2 separate regions of the Zea mays genome follow, and region 1 is linked to region 2. A link is a contact called in public Hi-C data. All regions are on one chromosome and are shown on one strand. The core of a region is the stretch at or near the end of the contact, and the rest is flanking DNA. Distances in the headings are between cores, read along the strand shown.

The links. A called contact is a pair of places that touch in the nucleus more often than the background predicts.
Region 1: a contact with region 2 is called in a Hi-C map of endosperm, with 2.4 times the contacts expected there. The contact joins the promoter of LOC100384033 here to the promoter of LOC103626169 in region 2. A contact is called at or near these places in 4 of 25 Hi-C or Micro-C datasets (bundle sheath, ear, endosperm and 1 more).

The regions. Positions count from the first base shown.
Region 1 is chr5:30,678,770-30,683,572 of Zm-B73-REFERENCE-NAM-5.0, forward strand. LOC100384033 reads right to left here and starts at 3,005. Exons shown (of 15, transcript NM_001362240.1): 1 at 2,112-3,005; 2 at 1,911-2,033; 3 at 1,537-1,678; 4 at 1,028-1,233. The coding sequence starts at 2,502.
Region 2 is chr5:30,321,012-30,326,072 of Zm-B73-REFERENCE-NAM-5.0, forward strand. LOC103626169 (pentatricopeptide repeat-containing protein At5g04780, mitochondrial) reads left to right here and starts at 1,463. Exons shown (of 1, transcript XM_008646563.3): 1 at 1,463-4,953. The coding sequence starts at 1,525. The coding sequence ends at 4,314. It also overlaps the pseudogene LOC111589358.

The DNA.
Region 1 (4,803 bases), core at 1,755-4,254, 360 kb after region 2:
CCTCGACAAAATATTGAAGATATACTTACCACATTTACATTTGAGAAATTCAATTCAAGCGGTTACATTTCTATAATTGTCATGCTAGTATAGGATTGAAAATTAGGGTGCAAAATTTTGTCATACCATTAGGCACTTGGATGAAGTTTCGGCTTGTGCTTAGGTTTTAATTTGAAAAAAAAAATTAAAGAAGCCCAATTCATCACCCTGCCCCTCTTGGGCATCTTGACTCAAATCGCGCCACTAGAGGAGTCAATGTAAAGGGTATTGAATCATATTTTTGCAGGCTTGTTATCTGTAGCCATGAGGAGGCAATCAGGCACGGATTATTTTGTCCAATTTGTTTATTGCTATTGTGAACCCATACATGCAGTTAAGACCAGTTCAACAGTAAACGTTATTTTTGCTCTCTTCAGTCCTACATGTCGGCAATGATTCCACTCATCACTACAGATGCTCTTAGTATGCATGGTGGTGAAGGCAAAAGCACAACTAAGGGTCAAATTGGTTGCCTGAACAACCCCTTATACAGGCCCCCATAGTGCAATTCGTCCATGTTTGGTTGCCTGCATAATCCCATATGCAGGCTAGCACTGTCCTCAAAGCAAGTTCAGCCTGCACCACCGGCCAAATCCTGTGTATCCTGTTATGAACCCTCCCTCCCACACCCGCTCTGCAGCTTAAGGCCTAGTCTGGCCACTTATGAAGGAAACCAATTACATGTGTAACGCATCCTGTGTATTCAACTATGCACACTCCCTCCCGCACCCACTCTACAGCCCAAGGCCTAGTCTGGCCACTTACGCAGGAAATAAATTACAAGTGTAACAATGTACAGCTTTATGTAGGCAAACCAAATAACAGCTTGCATTGTGTTATCCAGGTTAAGGTTAAGGGTATTCTGCATAACCGCTAATTCAGTGTAATACCAATGCATGGAAACCAGTGAAACCCTATCTTACTAGGTTCCCAGCACAAACATGTGGTAAATACTGATACAATAGCCATGAAAAAGATAAGCACCAACCTGTATGGTTGATCTCAGAAGATTCATGGAATTTTCCACCTCTTGTATAAGATTTCACTGAACTTGAGGACCGAGAATCAAAACCCTGTATCATGCTACTCGAGGCCGAGGATTCTTCATAGTTTTCTGACATCTCTTCATGAGGGGAACCAGCTGTACTAGTACCAACTACATTCTTGTTTCCATAACCACCACTATTATAGTTCCTACATTTATATGTTGTGGCATGTTTAGAGGATGCATGCATGCGTTTGTTTCTGTATACGTGATGAGGTTAGATTTAGCACTCACAATCTAACCAAGCTTAACATTAATAGCAGAAAGAAACCTATATAGAAAAGTTAATGTTAGAATACTTTATTATGAATATAATTCAGTTAACCAAATCAAACCTAATAAACTAGCTGTTAATTTTTGGAAGGATACGTATGCCAAGTCAAAAAGATTTGCATGCATTAATAGGCAAAAAAAAGTAACTTCGCCTGCAAGAGAAATGAGAATAAATTTACCTCCTCAACAGAGAGATTTCATCTTCCTTCTCCTCTAAGGATGCTTGTAGCTCTGCCAATTTATTATTCAGTTGTTTTATGTCATTCTTGAGGGATTTGATGGTATTCTTTTCACTACTAATTCTCATAAGAGCTGGGGTCCGTGGAAAAGTTAAGGGCAAACAGTGTAGCAGCAAATAACACTATGTATGTCAAATCAAAAAAATCATAGAAAGTTAGAAACAATAGCATTCACGAACATTGAGTTCTATCGCAGTGATGTTCACCTAGGAAGGGGATAACATTATAAATCAGTCAATAGGAAAGAAGATATTGTAAAATGTTGGGAAACATCCCACCAGAGATACAACAAAGAGTATATTATGGAAGGATATGAGTATCATTGAATATCCCACTCAAAAAATTCCTAAATGAAAGAACCAAAGTGTCCAGCCACTCTTTGGAGAAATATAGACGGAATTGTGGATCCAAGCTTGGGTTCTTAATATATGGAATAGCTGCACATTGTTATTGAGATTGACAAAGCATGAGAATGACGTATAAGGAGTTAGGAAAAAGAAGGCAAGAACACGCACCAAACCATGCCAGCCAATCTCCACGCTTTTGCATCAGATAATTGCCACTCTCACCAAAGAATTCAATTACTTTGTCTTGTCTTCCAGATTTCAAAGCATTAATAACATAGTACCTTAATACTGACAGCTCCAACTTAACAAGGGTTGAGAACAACTCTGTGTCCGCAGGTGACATGAAACACTGCTTGAAAAAGGCAAACAGACCGAGCAACTTGTCCAGTTGGTATTTCGGTACATACTCTGAGAACACTAAATCCACGATCTTGTCTCCTTGAAAGTTCCTGCCAATCTCAGTAGACAACTCTGTCTCATACGCTTGCAGCGTACTTGTGAAACCCCTGAAAACTAGAAACTCCCTCACGAGCTCCTCAGCATAACGCATATTCTCCATTGTAGTCCAATGTGTTGCTGAAAGTGTACTATGAGAAGTTATAAGAAGACCAACTATAGATCAGGGTTCCAACAGGCGGCACTAAGCGCACGCTTCAGCGCTAAGCGGACGGGTAACGCTTCGTTGGGGCATAAGCGCTACCAAAGCGGTGCGGCCGCCTTGGTAGAGCAGCGGCTGCTGGCTCCCGCTGCCCGCCGGCCGTACGCGGCGCGCAGTGCAGCCGCCGGGGCCGGGCGCTGTCAACGGTCCACCGGAGGCGGGAGGGGAGCGGGAGGCGCGCACGCAGGGTCACCGGCCGGTGTGCGGAGGACCGGAGGCGAGGGCGCGAGGCGATTGGCAAGAGGCGGGAGGGGGAGCCGCTGACGCCGCCGCCGAAATTGGGACTGCCCCGCCGTCGCTGAGAGCCCGAGCCCGAGCCTGAGCGCCGCCGTCGTCGCCTGCGTGCCGAGCGCGAGTCGGGGAGGGAGTCGAAGATGGAGCGCCGGCAGATGGGAGATGAAGAAACGGTGGCGGCTTTCGGCCTGTGTGCCTTCCTGGAGCTCCAGTTGGGCCTCGACCCTGGCCTGCTCCACGTCTGGCCCGTGCGATGTATAGCCCTCTCGCACATCTTTTAGAGATGGCAATGGGTACCCGCTACCTGAAACTCAGTGGGCTTTTGCTCTATTAGAATATGAATTTAGATCAATTTCTCTACCCATGAGTTTATTAATAAGTTCAAATGAAAATCCAGCGGGTACGTGGGCATGGACTTGTTCTTTCACTATCCATACCCGCAAACTCATGTGTTTTTAAAACTCGTCTTAAAATCAATATATCTTATAAATATGTCTCATAATATTATTAATTGAATATGTTCTAATTGAAATAAACTCAGGCAACGACTGCTGTGCAAGCAATCCTTCTGTGCAAGCGTGCAAGCAAACCATCTGATCCGTTAGATCGTGATCCAACCACAGATATAACCATAGTTTGTTAGGGGTTTTTTTATAAAGATTATTAAGCTAGTGGTGGAAGGGTTTAAGTGTTAAATGTGACTTACGGTTCGATCACGATCTAACGGATCAGATGATTTGCTTGCACGCTTGCATAGAAAGATTGCTTGCACAACAGTCGTTGCCATAAACTCAATGTAACAAAGTTTAAGCTAAAATTAGTTATCACTTGTTCCTTTTATTCGGGTTTATTAATACATTAACTATCATTTATATGATGAATTATTTTTCGTGTTGATGTTAGTGGGTATGGGAAACCCTTTGGGTACCCAAAACCCGCATGGGCATGGGTTTTGGCAAATTTTTATACCCGTCATAGGTATGAGTTTTTTAGCGGCCATATTTTTTCTTCACGGGTATGAGTTTGGGCAAGTAATAGCGAACGAGTTTTTACCCGTTGCCATCTCTACACATCGGCTTTTCACCTTTATCTCACGGCAACAACTGATATGCAATCAGGTCTTATATGCAAGCGTCGTTAGATTATGATTCAATCATGAATTACATTTAACACTTAAACCATTCTATCACCAACTCGTGTAGATTTATAGGAAACCCCACTAACAAACCACGATCATGTCTACAGTTAGATCATGATCTAACAAACTAAGAGGCTCGCTTGCACGCTTGCATATAAGGTCTGATTGTATATTAGTTGTTGTCCTATCTCACTCCCTATATCATTTTGTTTTATGCTACTTTATAAACAGTTTAGTTTATAATATAAAACAGTATTTTACACGATATACGTTGTATTGAGCACTTGTCCGTACGTATAGCGTGTAGGTCCACGCGAGTATACTAGCGAGCTCCTGGGCTTTCTTAGGGCTTATTTGTTTTGCTCTCAATCCATGTAGATTGGATGGAATTAAATGGATTTAAATATTAAATAAAACAAAATCTTTCATATTTTTTTCAATTCTATCCAATCCACACGGGATAGGAATCTCTACTACACCATATGACTCTATGGAGGGCGTCCACCCGACCTCACCATGCCCCTGCCCCCAAGTCCGCCACCATCGCGCCCGAGCCCCCGCCATGGAATTTCATCCCCAATCCCTGCGCCGCGCCTCCCATCAACGCCCGCATGGCATAGGTAGAGCAATCAGCACCCGACCCCAGGCCGCCTTCAACGCCGAGAGCCATCCTCGCCGCAGTCGACGACCACCTCCAATCTACGCCCGCCTCCACACCCATCCCCACGCGCGGCGCAGGTAGAGCAATTAGCCATCAGCGCCCTTCACCATGCCCCTGCAGCGTGCTTCCCCACCGCGTCCAAGCCCTTCCCCACCAGAGACCGCGCCCT
Region 2 (5,061 bases), core at 213-2,712:
ACACTGGGCCAGCAAACCTGCGGATATGCCTCCAAATGCGGATATGGAGATCTCGTGTAGTGTTTGCTCGTGGGCCGCTTGTCCCGTGAAAATCGGTCGGTTTTGAGTGTCCTCAAACGAGGCCTAAAAGTAAAGAGAGTACCAATTGACAGATGAATTAGCAAATTTAACTAGACAAATTATCAGTTTTTGCGGTTTGGTTGAGGTATACGCATTTAGGGTCCATCAATATTAATTGCACATCACTTTGACTAGTTAAGAGCAACTCCAAAAGAACGTGTAAACTAACTCCAAAACAGATATTAGTCAAGAATAGTGGTTTTTCTTACTCCAACAGCTCTCTCATTCTTCTCCCAAAAAATTAGCGTCCCGGATCCATAGCCTCCTCTCCCTTATATTTTGGTGTGTTCCATCCCACCCCAATCCATTCCTCAACGTATCAGATCATCCACGGTCTCCCGACGACTGTATAGATTGCGTTGCATGTCACATTTAAAGGAACTGTTGGAATACCCATCATAATTCACTCTTAAAATTTTTTAGCCAGCTCTTAATAATTAATTTTTGGGGTAAAATTTTTAACATCCTTTTCGAGTTGCTCTAATAGAGCTCTCTCTTCACCGCGAAAAAAGTATAAGAAAAAACAACAATGATAACGCATGGTTGTCTTTTTCAGTAGGTCCTGTTTATTCAGAACCATGGAGATTAAGAGGAATTTGGGATTATTCAATTATTCTAGAAATCAAAGGAATTAAAGTGGACTAGTACAATACTCGTGTGTTGCGACGATATACCAATCATATTTGTTTAAAAAAAATAAAATTAAAGTGGATCCTCTCTATAAAAAATAAATTTAAAATTAAAGTGGACATATGGTCTACATACTAGATATTAAACTGCAAATACTGCATTTTATCTTAGCCAAAAGTCGAGAGAGGTATGAGTTGAAAAGATTTGCCCCTTAGCTAGCTCGACTACTCGCCCTCCTTAAGCTAGCGAGATGGTATTATCTAGGAGCACTGTGTTGCGTGTGACTTCGTGTCGTTTTGGGTTTGAGTGTTTTCTCACAGCCCATCTAGAAGATAACGACCCCACATTATTTGACGATGTATGACAATGGTAGAACCTAGTAGAGATGTTTGGACCGTGAATTAGGATAGAAATAAGTATAAGAACTTTTTTTTAAAAGAGACGATGATGAAAAACCAGTGTTGCTTTATAGGAGTAGATATAAAGAGGATTGAAAGTGTATTTGGACTTAATCACATTATTTGTTGAAAAAATGATCAGTACAAATCAATAATTCCACCTCTGTTGATTCGTGGGTCCACTTTCTATCGGGGTTGAAACCGTCTGGAAAAGATAATCGCAATAAGATTTTGCCACTCTTGCGGGCTCATTTAAAGCAAAACTGTCTCAGCCCATGAAGCCCAACTAGTATCCTGGACAGTCCACACACTCACCTGTACGCTACCCGAAAATGAAAAAGTCACTGAGCTCAGCCGAACTGACGCCATAAAAACCATGGCTACCATGCCGCCGCCGTCCCCGTCGCCGCGTCATCCCCCGCGTACCGCCTTGTCGCCTCGCTGCACTGCCCTTCATAACCCATCGACCTACGTGTACCACTGCCAGCTTCTCAACGGCACGCCCCAGGGGCATGCGCCGCCGCGCCACGCGCGCGCGCGGCCCTTTCGGGAGCAGGAGCGGGACCTCGCCGCTTCCTACGCGCGCGAGATTGGCTCCTGCGTCCGCGTGCGGCGCTGGGGCGCAGCGTGCGAGGCGTTTGCGTCAATGCTCACCGCGGGAGCCGCCCCAGACAGGTTCCTCCTCCCGCAGGTGCTCCGCGCTTGCGCCGGCCTTGGTGCGCCCCGCCTTGCATCCGCCGCGCATGCGCTCGCCGCCAAGGGCGGGGCCGAGCTAGCGGGGGACCCCGTTGTCGGGAACGCGATCGTCGCCATGTATGCGGCGCTGGGGGACGTGGCCTCCGCCCGCGCCGCGTTCGCGTCGCTGCCCGACCGCGACGTCGTGGCGTGGACCGCGCTCATCAGCGCGCACGCCGACGCTGGGGAGCTGGAAGAGGCCTTCGACCTGTTTGAAGAGATGCAAGAGAGCGGCGTTCGCCCGGACGTGATCTCATGGAACACGCTGGTGTCTGGATTTGCAAGAAGTGGTGACCTCGTTGCTGCTCTGCATCTGTTTGACGAGATGCGGCAAAGAGGTGTCGACCCGGGAGTCAATTCTTGGAATTGCATCATCTCGGGCTGTGTGCAGAATGCACTGTATGAAGAGGCTTTGGAGGTTTTTCTGGAGATGTGTGAGAGTGAGAGGCCTGATGCGGTGACTGTGGCTAGTATTCTCCCTGCTTGTGCTGGCTTGCAGGCACTAGGCATTGGAAAGCAGCTGCATTCTTATGTTTTGCGGTGTGGAATCAAGATCAATGTGTATGTTGGAGCATCTTTGATTAGCTTGTACTCTGAGTGCGGAGAATTTGATGATGCGAGAGTTGTCTTTTCCACCATTCAGGAGAAGAATGTCAATGTGTGGAATGAGTTAGTTCAATCATATACCAGAGAGGGGAGGATGGACAAAGCTTGGGATGTTTTTGACTTGATGCAGGAGGATGGATTGAAGCCTGACATTGTCACCTATAACACTTTAATTGCTGCATATGCTAAAGTGGGTCAGAATGAACAAACATATGAACTGTTTTCACGCATGGCTGACGTCGGCTTAAAGCCTAATGTGGTCTCAATGAATGCATTGATTTGTGGTTTGCATCAACATGGCCTTTACACAGATGCACTTGAAGCTTTCAGATACATGCAGCGTTCCAGTGATGGAAAAGCAAAGGGTTGGACATTTCTTGATAATCGTGGCCCAATTCAACCAACTGGCACAACCATTACTGGTCTCCTCTCATTATTGGCAGACCTCAAGTTAGATCGTCTTGGGAAGGAAGTACACTGCTATGCTTTAAAGAATGGTTTGGCATCAAACATCTACGTTTCAAGCAAACTAGTTGACTTCTATGGTAAGACTGACGACATGACGTCTGCTGCTAATGTCTTCCAGAAAATCAGGAATAAGAATGTTGTCACATGGAACAGTCTGCTGGCAGCCTACAAGCATAATAGGAAGCCAGAAGCAACACTGAGGCTGCTCGCTGAAATGCTCGAGTCTAATTTTGATCCCAATTTGGTAACAATACACATAGCTCTTATGTCGTGTGGTATGACAATGGCATTGGGATATGGTAGAGAACTGCACAGCTACATCATAAAATGCTGGCCTGGTGGTTACCCAGCTACTCTTGCAAGTGCTTTGATAGATATGTATGGTAAATGTGGTAATATTGAGGATGCTAGGTTGGTCTTCAAGTCCATGGTTCCAAAGGACGTAGCAGTATGGAACGCAATGATGAGTTGCTATTTGCTTCATAGGATGCCTAAGGATATTATAGATTTGTTCAATTATCTGGAACAGTCAGGTATTCAACCGGATCACATTACTTTCATTTTACTTCTTTCAGCTTGTAAGCAAGAAGGTCTGTTGGAGGAAGCTCAGAGCTATTTCTACAATATGGAAGATGTATATGGCATAAAACCATCTTTAAAGCACTATACTTGCTTGGTTGATATCATGGGATCAGCCGGGCTACTGGCGGAGTCACTAACACTTATCCAAAAGATGCCGCTTAAACCGGATGCGTGCCTGTGGTCGACTGTGCTTAAAGCTTGTAAGCTGTACTCAAATCTAGAGATTGGGGAAAAGGCGGCAAAAGCTCTTTTCGAGCTTGAACCAAATAATACTTCAAACTACATGGTGCTTTCGAACATATATGCAGACACAGGCCTGTGGGATTCCACCAAGGCTGTGAGGGATGCCATGACAGAGCAAGGGTTACATGTTGAGAGACAATGCAGCTGGTTATACAATGGTACAACTGTGCACCCTTTCGAGGCTGGAAACTTGTCACATCCCGCAATTGATACAATTTTGAGTACATGGGAAGACTTAGCTACCAGGATGGAGCAATCTGGGTACTCCCCTCAAGATATTGGCCCCTATTACAATGTAGAAGTTGACCCACTGTCATGCCACCACACAGAGAAGATCGCAGTGTGTTACGGGCTTATCTCCACATCTGGTCAACAGCCAATACGCATCTCAAAGAATTTTAGGATGTGCATGGAGTGCCATTCATCCATCAAGTTCATTTCAAGGGATAAGGGCCGGGAGATAATCGTTTCAGACGGTCGCACCTATCACCATTTTAAGGATGGTACATGCAGCTGCAGAGATGTATGGTAAAAGAAGGGAGCTGGCTAAAATTGTGGATCGTCTATGCCATGAAAATTGTGTTTAGGAACACAAATATCGGCCTGGCAACATTTGCGCACACACTTGCACTGTCAGTTATGGCTAGTATCAACAATCTATGCCACCATCTTGAAGCATTCAACACTTCTAAGTATATCCAGTTTGCTCTCGCGGGCCAGGCGGGACCCAAGGCAACAAATTTGGCCAGCTTCATGTGTGAATCTAAAGCTTTTTACTGTAAAGGGACAAGCTACAATGAATACCTTAGTGATTGGGTGCAAGGTTGGGTATGCTCCTGTGGCGTCCTCAGTTGATGCCAATTCAGGAAGTCTTAAAAGTTTCACAGGCTTCCATAAAAAGAAAAGCCATGGGCATTCATCTTACCAACTACGAGTGGTCCATGCTGTAGATACTCATGACAGTCGCACTGTTCAGCTGTTCATCTACAGGTAGCAAGTAGTCTAGATGTGTTTATAGCTGCTTTTATTCAGCCAATTGGCCTCTTACATAAGCATTGGCCTCATATACGCAATTGTACTTTTAACACCCATCAGTCGTGGTATACTTATAGGTCACTATAAATGACTTGTACTTTAAACACCTGCCGTCAATCTCAGTCATGGTATACTATACCTCCGTTCACAAATATAATATATGACACCGTTGATTTTTTTTCGAAAATTTTGACCACTCATCTTATTCAAAATATTTATTTAAAAATATAAAGTTTTAACTTAA